Regions from separate parts of the Sus scrofa genome. Here region 2 is linked to region 1. The links are chromatin contacts, called in public Hi-C maps. All regions are on one chromosome and are shown on one strand. Each heading gives the region's core, a stretch centred on a gene start, on an enhancer-like site or on the middle of the called end of the contact. The rest is flanking DNA. Distances are from core to core; before and after follow the strand shown. Region 1 holds the start of RNF11 (RING finger protein 11). Region 2 holds the start of CDKN2C (cyclin-dependent kinase 4 inhibitor C).

Region 1 (5,946 bases), core at 581-3,080:
AAACCCTCTGGCTTACGAAGAAAGATTATTGTATAGCTACTTCCTTACAAACATATATGTGGATGCCAAAGGCATTTTTTCAAGATAAGTCTTCCCCCATTCCCCTGTTTTTATACTCTGAGAAAGGAATATCAGGATGAAAAAAGATGTAGTTCCTTTCCACAACTGGCGTATAATAAAGGTAACTGGTATATAATTCAAATCCTGGCTCTACCCCTCAATAGCCATGTGAAGCCATGTTTCTATTCCTGTAAAACAGGAATGTCAATACAAACCTTTCAGTGCCCAGGCTAATAAATGGAAATTATGACTTTATATCTATCTATCTTTCTTTCTATCATCTCTCCTCCCAAAACCTTTGATGAGGGTGGCAAAAGAACTTGTCTGTTTACTTTTCTTTCCAGCTGGACTCTGGGCTCCATCAAGAACAAGCTATGTTTCCCTAGTGCCTAGTATAGGGTCTAGTGTGAAAAAGAAAAAGAAAAAAAATCAGTAAATGATGAATGAAAGGAAAGAGAGTCAAGACTCACTTTTTGTCTTCTTGTCGAATGAATAACCATTAGGAACATTCTCATCCTTCTTATTTCTTTCCTTTACATACATTGCTTCTTGGGCTCTTGGTTCATTCAACTAAGAAGAGAGACTACTCTCCCTTAAGCAATGTGCCAGGCCCTGCACAGAGGAGAGACAGATGATTCAGCTTGATCAGACTGTAATAGAGAAAAGCTCAGGGAGAGGCAACTAGGCAACCAGACTCCACGATTAGGAGAGGCTTCCCAGTGGAACCAAAGTTGAGTCCAGGAAGGACAAGTGGGGATAATGTTTAGCTTGATGGGAGGTATAAGGTCAGAAGTGGGCGGAAGTGAGTTTCTGTCAGAGAAACAGTGTGGGTAAAGCCTTAGCGTTTTAACTTTTAAAAGGTAAAAGTTATCCCTTCTAGATAACTGGACTACTTTATTTAGGCATCCTAGAGTGTAGAATATGTCAGGGAACAATGTCTAATGAGATCGAGGAGGTAGCCAGATTTGTAAACCATTTAAGAATTAATGCTTAGCCATAACAGCATTGGGAAGCCATTGAAGATTTTAAAAAGTTTAAATTCCCCCTAGGGACATCAGCTTTACATTTTAAAAAGAAAACTGGACTGAACAAATAGTGGATTGAATAGGGGCAATGGTGAATGCAGGGGGAAGGGTTCCAAGTACAACAATAGAAATATGATGGTAACTTGTACTATGGTGGTGGGAATGGAAAGAAATAGAGCATTCAAGAACTATGTCTAGATACTCATGTTGCAACAGAACAAAGGGTGGGGGAAAAAACCTAATTGTAATGTATACATGTAAGGATAACCTGACCCCCTTGCTGTACAGTGGGAAAAAAAAAAAAAAGAAATAGAGCATTCAGTTAGTATAGTTGGAAGAAGAATCTTTCTGGCTGTGATATAGGAGGATCAGGAAGCGATTGGGGAGCTAGGAAAGTTTCCTTAATGAGTCTGGACTTTATTTGAAGGGATAAATGGTAAACCTTTTAATATGTTAATAATGGGAGTGATCCATTCAAATACGGGTTCATAAATAGATAACTAGGCAGAAGGTCGTGAGAAGACTGACAAAACAGCGTACAGGTGTGAAGTGAGGCAAGCGGGGAGGGAGCAGTGGATGTGGGGAGGCAAGGAGACCCAAGAGAGCTTTCAGAGGTTTCGGTCCCCAGCTAATTGTCGGAGAAGCAGAGACTGACGCAGCCCGGGGAACAGCTGTTGGGAACCGGGTAGGCGGGGCCGGCGCCGCCTACACCTCCCAACGCCGGGGGCGGGACCAGGGCACGCACGGCGGCGTGACGCAGGGCCGCAGCTGGCCTCGTTCTGGCCGCCGCCGCCGCTTTGAGGCGGTGTAGGATGAGGCCCGCGGCTGCGGCTCCGGCGTCGGCGGGGGCAGCAGCAGCTGAGGCAGCAGCTGAGGGAGCCGCGACGGCCGCGCCCCCCCCTCCTGACCTGGATTAGGCCCAACAGCTTCGTGGCCGCCGCCGCCCCGCGGGGGGGCGGGGTGGGGAAGTTCTTCGTCTCCCCGCCCCCCCCCCCCCCCGCCGCCGCCGCCGCCGCCGCCGCCTCGTAGGAGGCAGCCGCCGCCTCGTAGGAGGCAACCGCCGCGACCCCAGCCGAGCCCGCGGCCCAGCCTTAAGCCCCCAACCCCGGGGGCTGGCATGAGCGGCCCTTCGGCGGCGCCGGGGGGCGGGGGAGCCGCTGCCGCCTGAGCCCCGGCCTGCCACTCGACCCCACGTCGCTGACCGGGGCTGACCGCAGAGCGTGCGAAGGACCCCGCCGCTGCTTTCTTCCTCCCCTAGATCACACACCCCAACCCCAGAAGATGGGGAACTGCCTCAAATCCCCCACTTCAGATGACATCTCCCTGCTTCACGAGTCTCAGTCCGACCGGGCTAGCTTTGGCGAGGGGACGGAGCCGGATCAGGAGCCGCCGCCGCCATATCAGGTACGGAGGGTGTGTGTGGGGAAGGGGGGTGCGAGGAGCAGAGGCAGCTCTGGCCGAGGTCGTGGGGGCTTCGGGCTGTCACTGCCCTTGGTTTCGGTAAGACCTGGCCTCAGGGGCACTGACACGCTTAGGACTGAATTTGAGGGCGACTGCTCTTCACTTCCAGAAATAGGGGGACTCTTTCACCTCGATGTGGGGATGGTACTTCTGTCCTTGAGTTCTGAAATTCGGATATATGATTATGTCCCCTTGGCCGGTGGCTAGTGGTTAGCTTGTGGAGTTTGGAAGTGACATTTTCCTGCCTTTATGTCTGAGTCGTGGAGTCTGAACTGTGAGGTTTGGAGACGATTGCCACATCGCATCGCCAGGTGCGATGAATTATGGGTTGTGGATAGGTGGTTAACCCCCACCTCATTTATACTTCCAAGTGTGACCATCCTTTCCTCCCTACCTTGTTTGGATTAATTGGATCTGGTAGGATTAATTGGATCTGGTAAGCATTCATTTCTCCCTCAGCTCGGGAGATTTTCAGGTAGTTTTTTTGGTTCGAGCAGCACCAAGGATTACTTGTTTATATATATAGTAAATTAAAAATTTTAATCCTTAATCCTTTTGCTCCACCCCTATGACACACCTTTTAAACGCGCTGACTTAATAGAACGTGATTATCTTGAACTCTGGAAACCTTTAAACCTTACTTGAGAAATACCTTCTCTTACTTGTGGTTCTCCCTTTGTATCAAAGGCTTCTCTCCCAAACAGCTTCATTGCCTTTTGCACAGCAGTCAGCAGCTTCAGCTGTCTTTACACAATTAGTAAAGAGCTAAAGACCTCTTTAGAAAATTCAAAATAGATACGTAGATACTATAATACATAATATTTATGTATATATATAAACCTTTTGTCTAGTTTTTCAGTTTTAAATGATGTTGATTAAAAACTTTTTTCCCAGAAGGACTTGGATAGTTAAGTGCCTTAATTTTTTTCCTGAACAGGGTTTAGTTTTCTCCTTTGTTGTTTCATGTGGTGACATCATTATCTAGTGTTGTTCTTTTCTCATACCTATGTAAATCAGTGCCTCATCACACCAGAAAAACCTGATCACATATGCTAGTTTCCTGAATAAAACCCTTCGGAAACCTTTCATATATACCAGTAAAGTCCAGTCTTACTGTGGCATACAGAAACCTCCATGGTTTATTTTTCACATTCATATTCCTGGCCTATCAAATACAGCAGTCTGTTCACACCTCTCTGCCTTAGCTCCTTCCTCTGCTTGGAGCCCTTTCCCCAAGGTCGGCCAGGTGAACCTCTGATCCTCTTTGAGAACTCATCTGTATCTGAAGTCCCTACATTCCCCTCCCTTACACCTTGAATCCATCACTCCCTTCTTTGTGCCCCCGCCCCACAACCCTCTACACTTCCATAAGCAGCATATAGAATACTTAAGTGTTATCCTTGTTTAGTTAGATGTGTGTCTCATTCTTGAGGCATTTCTCTCTTCCAGTATAAGCTGCATGCAGGTAGGGTCCCCATGGTTCCTGTGTGTTGTATGCCCACCGTCTGGCTCAGTAACTGTGAAATAAATGACGACTGTAAGCCTTTGAGAATAGAGACAATGTCCCCAATGAATGAATTAATGAATTTGAATTCAGTATTAGTTTTGTAAGTTTATACACCCATTTCTTCCAAAGAATTCTCACAAGAGAAGTCTTAAAAAATTCAAAATAAATCTGGATGTTGTTCTGAATCTTTGAAGCAAGTACATTGTTTATATTTCACTCTTGGTTTTCTTCATAAATGCTATAGGTCATTGTGCTTATTTCAGTTTCATAAGCATATTTTCTTAGATGTTTGATATTTATTTCAAAATCTCCTGTGTTCCCTAGCCACCTTCCAGGAAAGTCAAATATCTTTGACTTACTGCCCTCTTTCTCTTATGTCCTTATGGTAATACAGTGTTAAGGATAACTTTTTTAGAATTTGTGGAGATCGTATTTGCCTATTCGAGGAGGATAAGGTAGAGTTTTTGTTGGTATCATGAAGAAACTTTTTTTGAAACATGTTATTTGTGACAGTGGGAGTTTTTTGTGGTTGCCCCTTCTTGAAATGAATAACCCAGATACTGATATGCAAATTTAGTATCAGTTGGAACGGAGTAATTTCTTTAAAAGACAGGAGCATAAAAAGAAACTTTCGTAGAAAAAAATTTTGTCTTACTTAAAGGAATGGTAAATTTAAAAACGGTAAATTCAAACGATCTAAAAGATCTAAGAAATACCAATCCAAGGTAAATGATTTACATTTTCATTAAACAGAACTTTTTTTCTTCAAAAATAATGTATAATTAACAGGACTATGGAAATAATTGGATTATTTCTTTAAAAATGGTTGCAGCTACCATAGGATTTTTTTTTAATTGTAGAAGAAACTAATTATATGGAGTTCCCGTCGTGGCTCAGTGGTTAACGAATTGGACTAGGAACCATGAGGTTGTGGATTTGATCTCTGGCCTCGTTCAGTGGATTAAGGATCCGGCATTGCCATGAGCTGTGGTGTTAGGTCGCAGACGCGCAGACGCGGCGGCTTGGATCCCGCATTGCTGTGGCTCTGGTGTAGGCCGGAGGCCACAGCTCCGATTAGATCCCTAGCCTGGGAACCTCCATTTGCCCAGGAATCGACCCTAGAAAATGCAAAAAAGACAAAAGAAGAAAAAGAGAGAAACTGATTATACAACTGATTATAAAAGAAGACATTTGGTATTTTTCTGTAGTGAGCAGTTGAAGGATATCCTTTGTGTTGCACAATGTACATATATGCCAAGAGCTCTATATAGTAAACTTCTAAAAGTTCTTGTTATTTCCTATTAGCAGGATCTGAGATTTGTTTTATCTATTTATTTTTAAAAGTAAGCACTGCAGTTATGGTCAGAGTTTATGGCAAGTACATATTTCCCTTTTGGGTTTCTTTAGTAGCCTCCCAGCTGGTCTCCCTGTGTCCCACCCTTGCCTTGCTTTTAGTCTATCCTTGTTCCTAGGCTACTCCAGGGCCTTTGCCGTGGTTGTTTCTGTACTAAGATTACTCTTCCTCAGGGTGTCATCCTGGCTGACTCCTTCACCTTCAAGGCTTTACTCAAATGACACCTTCTTAAACCCTCTCTGATCACCCTGTTTAAAGTTGTGCATGCCTTACTTAGCACCCTGGAATTCTCTCCCTTACCCTGTTGTATTATTTTCCCCATAGCACTAATCACTTTCTAAGATATTATCTTATTATCTGACTCCTCCCACTAGGTGGTAGACTCCCCAAGGGAAGGCTTTTTTTGGTTTTGTTTTTTGTTTTTCTTCAAAGTAGTTTCTCTGGAGTTCCTGTTGTGGGCAGCGGAAACAATCCGACTAGGAACCATGAGGTTGCAGGTTCAGATCCCTGGCCTCTCTCATTGGGTTAAGGATCTGGCA
Region 2 (6,290 bases), core at 3,550-6,049, 250 kb before region 1:
TATGTACAGGTACTTCGCATATCTTATTTCATTCTTACAACCATTTTACAGAATTAAAAACTGCTCTGAGGGGTTAAAAATGTGCCCAAAGTCGTGCTGCACTAGTATTCAAGGCTAGGTCAAGACTAGTGCTCTTTCCACTTACCCTGTTGTCTCCCTGCATTTTACCCTCCATGCTGTACAGTCCCTGAAGAGACTACTTCTTCCCTATGACCTAACCCCATGGTTGGATACCCAGAATCCAGAGTAATTTTCCACTACAATGAAAGGAATGAAAGAAAAATAAATACTGAATTAAGAGGGAAAAAATAAGTCATTTCCCCAGAATTCTTTCCTTAAAAGAAACAATTTCATTTTAGTATCACAAACTGATAGAATAAAAATGTATAGAGATTCTCTGTACATAAGCATTAGCAAAGAAAAATAATTTTAATATATTCATTATTTTAGTTGTTCTCTACTTTAACTCATGGAATTCAGTCTATTTTCTAAAATACAGATCTATTTTCTAAAATCTCCACATTCTTTGATCTTACCATTCCTCTTTTAAAAGGAAATTTTATTTTGTATTTTTTCAAACACATATAATAAAGTTTACTTGTAGTTATTTTGCTGATTTTTTTTTTTGATCTTTTGTCTTTTTAGGGCCACACCCATGGCATATGGAGATTGCCAGGCTAGGGGTCAAATCAGAGCCACAGCTGCCAGCCTACACCAGAGCCACAGCAACGTGGGATCTGAGCCACGTCTGCGATCTACACCACAGCTCTTGGCAATGCTGGATCCTTAACCCACTGAGCGAGGGCAGGGATCAAACTCACAACCTTACAGTTCCTAGTCAGATTTGTTTCCACTGTGCCACAATGGGAACTCCTGCTAAATTCTATGTGAAATAATTTTAGATTTACAGGATACTTGCAAACAGTACAGAATGTTCCTATTTACTTTTTATCCAACTTCCTCTCATGTTACCATCATACATAACCATGGTACTGCTATCAAAACCAAAAAACTAACATTGGCATAATACTATTAATTACACTCTAGAGCTTCTCTTTGGATTCTATATTAATGTACCTTTTCTGTTCCAGGGTCCAAACCAGAGTACCATATTACATTTAGTAGTCAAGTTTCCTTAGCCTCTTCCAATCTGTGACCATTTCTCAGTTTTCACTTTTGAAGAGTAGTAGTCAGGAATTTTATAGAATGTCCCTCAGTTTGGGTTTGCCTCATGTTTTCTCAGAATTATACTGAGTTTATGGATTCAGGGGAAGAATACCACAAATGTGATGTGTCCTCATCACATCACATCAGGGACACAAAATATCAACATGACTTACTACTGGCAGTGTTAACCTTGATCCTTTGATTAAGTTAATCAAGATTTTTAACACTACTACTCAATTATAATGTAATTTATGAGAAGATTAATGATGCTACAGCATCAGACCCACACTTAAATAATCAAAAATATACTTAGTGATTTAGTGTTTAATGATTAAATGTTCCTTAGGAGACTAGCCTGATCCTGGACTCTTTTTAACTCATGGTTACAATTTATTACAGGGAAAAGATACAGGCCACAACCAGCCAATGTTAGAAGCACATAGGGACAAATCTGGGAGAGTTCTAAACACAAAACTTCAGTGTCCTGGACTCTTTAATGGAAAAGGCATAACATTTGGGGACCCAAGACCTGAGTTCACATCCTATATCCACTACTTGGCTTTAAGTCACAATATCTATAAGCTTCAATTTCTTCATCTGAAATATCTTATTTACCTCATAGAGTTGTTAAAATTAAATAATGTGTGCATTATATTTTATAACTAGGAAACACTATACAAATGATAATTGTTATTATGTTTAACCTTTTGAGATGCTTACTGGGCATATTTTTTCTTACTTTACAAAAAGACTTTCATAAGTGGTGTGAGTACCCATACGAAAAAGTCTGCTGAGTCTCAGAAATAAAATGCCAAAACCACAATTATGAAATGATAAGAAGGCCCCCTGAGGGTACTAATCTGTTTCCTACCTCTGTTGGATCCATAAATACAATAAAAAGAAGACTTTGGAACTATGTAAAGAAATTGTAAATACCATATACACATACCTATAAGTTAATCATTCAGAAACTATGCATATTTGAGTTAATGAGAGGAAAAGCACAAAATAATTTGATTACAGTATTTCTATGAACCCTTTAAAGAGCATGAACTGCTGCAAAGAAAAAGACTTCCATAACTTAATATTTTATATCGAACTAAAAGGCTCTATTTCTGCGTTTGTGAGAATGAAACATCAATAAAATAGATAATTATGAATGTTTCTTCTACACTATGTCATAATAGAAGCTTATTTAAGGCAGAGATACCTTTGAATCTATGAACTATCACTCAATTAATATAAGATTTACATTGGAGGTCCTTTGTAGTGCTTACTTATGCTTTCTGAACTAAGAATGCAACCTCTATGCTGCCAGTTGTGTTACACAATAAGCAAACAAAGCATATGTTTTAAGACACAAGGAAAGCCAGAGTGAAAGCAAATGAACAGAAACTTCCTTAAGGAATTTAATACTGCAGTAAAAGCACCTAAGTAGTCATCATGGGAAAAATCAGAACTTTGTTGGACTTCTTTACACTTACTTTTTAAGTTTTGTGTTATTTTGATTTATGTATGAGGTAAGACCATGGGACATCAAAATCTTTTCAGTGATTAGGATCTCCGAAAATCTTAATCCAGCTCGTGTATGCATCTTAAATTACTATAAGCTTTATTTATTCAGTTATTCAGCAAAAGTATTTTATTTCATGGCAATTATAACACATGTATACCTATACTTTACATAATGAGTACAATTTAAGATTCTTCCTGGAGTTCCTGTCCTGGTGCAGCAGAAGCAAACCCGACTAGGAACCATGAGGTTGAGGGTTCGATCCCTGGCCTCGCTCAGTGGGTTAAGGATCCAGCGTTGCCAAGAGCTGTGGTGTAGGTTGCAGACGTGGCTCAGATCTGGTGTTCCTATGGCTCCGGCATAGGCCAGCAGCAACAGCTCTGATTGGACCCCCTAGCCTGGGAACCTCCATATGCCGTGGGTGTGGCCCTATAAAGACAAAAGACAAAAAAAAAAAAAAAGACTTACTATAATCTCTTCTTTTAGCAAGAAACCATAATAAATGCTAGAAAGCAACATTCATATTTTTCAGAAACCATAATAAATGCTAGAAAGCAGCTTTCATAAATTACCGGTTATCTCTTATCAGCTAACAGTTCTACTATATCATCACACACCCCAGCTGTACTGAAAGATTACATAGTAATTTCCCAGAACCATTTATGTAAATTGTATTATCTGTGGTATTTACTGGTATATATGGAATCCTAAATCTTCTATTTGAAATATCTAAATACATGTAAAAATAAGAGGAGTTAATTTCTTTTGCTATAGTTCATTTTTCATTCACATTTCAAGCTTAGTTACCTAAAAAAAGAGCTCTGGTTATTTACTTTTTTTTTTCTCACCAATTCGGTTAAAGAGAACACTGCCAGATTCTTCCCAGTTTCAACTCTCCCTCTACAATCTGTTGCTAGATGATTATCCAGATATTGTTGGTGTGTTTTTTGTTGCTAATAGTCCCCGTGTACTTCAAGGAGCTGGGTATAGATGTTGCTTGAGGATATTATGCCTGCTATAGGCCAGTAATAGTTAGACCACCTGTCTTTTTTTTTTTTTTTTGCTTAGTTTCATTTTGACCACTAGGTGCACCATGCAGCAGTGCTGGATATTTTTAAGAGCAAAAAATATAGAAAGCAGTAGTTGATTAATCTTAAATAGCTACAAGAGGAAGTAAAAAGTACAGAGAACTGGTGTCCTGATGACTGACCAGGGAAGATACGATTCCTTTACATTTACATCCCCCAAAACAAGTCTCATCTAAGAAATTAAAGAACTGTGACAGTAAAGAAATAGTCTTGTTAGAAAACCCTTCCCAGGACTTATTTTTTATTTTGCTTTAAAGTTAGTTGCTTTTCTCCCTTTCCCCAAAGAAAGGGAATATTTCAAGTCCCTGTAACATGAAGGCTTCAGAGTTCGTCATGATTTCTTACCTATACAGTGCCTTCAGTTTTCGCAAAAAATAAATAAATAAATAAAATAAGAGGAAGAAGGCTATAAAAGACTTCTCCTTTTTCAGAGCACTGTTTTTGCTGTCATTTGGGTTTCTCCCTCAACCCCTGCAGCTACCTCTGTCCATCGTGGCCCTGGTCGTTGATCTGGCAGGTGCGAGGCCGCAGCTCTGGACTGAGAAAAGGAGGCCGAGTTGACACGGCTCGCGCCCCAGAAGCGGCGGCAGCCGTAGGCCTGGCTGCCCGAACTTCGAGAGCCTAGCGCGGGAGCGCGGAGGCGGGCCGGCCTGCCCCGCCAAGCCCGGGGAAACACTCGCTTCGGGCCAGCTTTCCGCCTTCCAGCAGCCAGACCCACCGAGCTTTGCTCTCCACAGCCTTAATTAACAAGCCTCTTTCACCCCACCTCCGCCCCACCCCCGCTCCCGGCCCCGGGCAGCCCGGGGTTCCGCAGACTCCATTCCGCCCGCCAGTGGGAAGAGGTCAAACCCTGCTCCACCGGGCCGAAAGCCGCTCGAGCTGGGGCCGGGCCTCCGAGCTGGCGGGTGGGAGCCAGCGCAGGAGACGGAGGGAGGAATGCAAGCTGCTAACAGGCTAGAAAAAGGGCGCCGGGCAAGGGGCGGGGCGAGCCCGGCCGAGAGCTCGAGCGCCGCCAGCGCGGAGGGCGGGGCGTGGGCGGCGCCCTGCGTTCCCGCTCCCGCGGCCAGCAACTCTGCAGAGCCTCCTTAAAACTGCCGTTAAAATGGGGGCGGGTTTTTCAACTCAAAAAGCGCTCAATTTTTTTCTTTTCAAAAAAAGCTGATGAAGTCGGAAAAAGGGAGAAGAAACCGGCACCGTCTCTGCAGCAGCAACAGAAGCAGCAATTGTTTGAGCGAAAAAAGAAGCAAGGGAGGGAGGGAAGGAAAAGACCAGAAAGGGGCACGACGCACAAGTGTCTGTAGGGGTGAAGGGAGCCGGGACCGGTGATTTGAGGGGGACCAGCTACAAAAGAAACTGTCACTGGGAGCGCTGCGGCTCTGGAGGAAGCAGTGCTACCCGGCTCCGCTCCGGGCACAGCTGGCTGGCGGCCTCTGCCCTTTCGGCGCCACAGGCTGGGGGCACAGGCCAGGGGACCGCGAGAGGTTGGCGAAGTGGCACCGGGCGCCGAAGCCGTTGGGCTTTCCCCGAGAGGGCAGCGGGACTGGCTGTGCCTTGGAATTGTGGCAGCACCCCATACTCAAAGCTTGGCCTGGGACCTCCGGGGACCCTCGCGATCTCCAGAGGACCTCAGAAAACCGGGAAAGGAAGGAAAAGAGGCGGCGGCGGCTGAATGAACTTCTGCAGTAGGAAGTCTGAACTGGCTTGGTCGTAGGCGGGAAGTTCCCGGTGGGCTGCCGTGTGCGACCGCGATGCTGCAGCGCGCTGCCTCAGCGGACCCGGACCCGTAGACGCTTCCCGCATCGCTCTCCCCCGTCCTCGCTTCTGGAAGCCCCGGGACCCTGTGGGGCCGGCATGACCGGCTTGCCGGGGACCCGCCGCGCGCCCGGCCGTCTCCGGAGACGCGCGCCGAGCCTGGCTCCCACGGCCTCTGAGGCTCGGCGGGGCTGCGGTAGCCGGGCGGGCGGGCTCCGGAGCCCTCCCGCGCGGCGTTAGCCCGCAGCTCGGCCCGGACGCAAATAAAGGCTCTTCCCGAGAAGCCAAGGCCACTGAGGAGCTGTTGCGATCTGTAACTTGAGGGCCACGGAACTGCTACTCTGGTTTGCTTTTGGCGATCATCTTTAACCCCCAGAGCACGTCAGCAGCCAGCCACCGCGGCGCTCTCCCTGCAGCGGAGGACGCACGACTACTCTTTCGGCGAGACGGATGGAGACCGAGTCCCCCCGAGGACCTGCCCTGCGGTTCTGGCTCGCGTGGCTCAGGTCACCACCGTGAACAAGGGTGGGTGAATGCCTTTTCTTCCCCCAAATGTCTCTTCTTCCGCAGTATTTTCTTCCCTGATCTAGTCCCTTAAATCTCCGCACACATTCCTCACAGAGATTAGCAGTGTACGTACGTGACAGCTCAGCCTACATTTTACGTCCAGAGTAATTTACCAGGAATATATGTGTGTCTGCATATCTCTCTGTTAATCACTAGACTTCTTCATAGGGGTTAAGCTAAAAAGCGAGGAGCGGAGCCCCTCT

What was found. Hi-C and Micro-C count contacts between places; a contact is called where the count stands out from the background.
Region 2: a Hi-C map of skeletal muscle shows a contact between it and region 1, with 2.3 times the contacts expected there. The contact joins the promoter of CDKN2C here to the promoter of RNF11 in region 1. A contact is called at or near these places in 1 of 5 promoter capture datasets (fetal liver), 4 of 47 Hi-C or Micro-C datasets (embryonic fibroblasts, epiblast stem cells, heart right ventricle and 1 more) and 2 of 2 datasets of contacts at active chromatin or transcription factors (alveolar macrophages and skeletal muscle).

The regions. Positions count from the first base shown.
Region 1 is chr6:160,907,597-160,913,542 of Sscrofa11.1, reverse strand. It overlaps RNF11 (RING finger protein 11), which reads left to right and starts at 1,830. Exons shown (of 3, transcript XM_003482086.4): 1 at 1,830-2,489. The coding sequence starts at 2,367.
Region 2 is chr6:161,165,190-161,171,479 of Sscrofa11.1, reverse strand. CDKN2C (cyclin-dependent kinase 4 inhibitor C) reads left to right here and starts at 4,799. Exons shown (of 3, transcript XM_003127980.4): 1 at 4,799-6,045.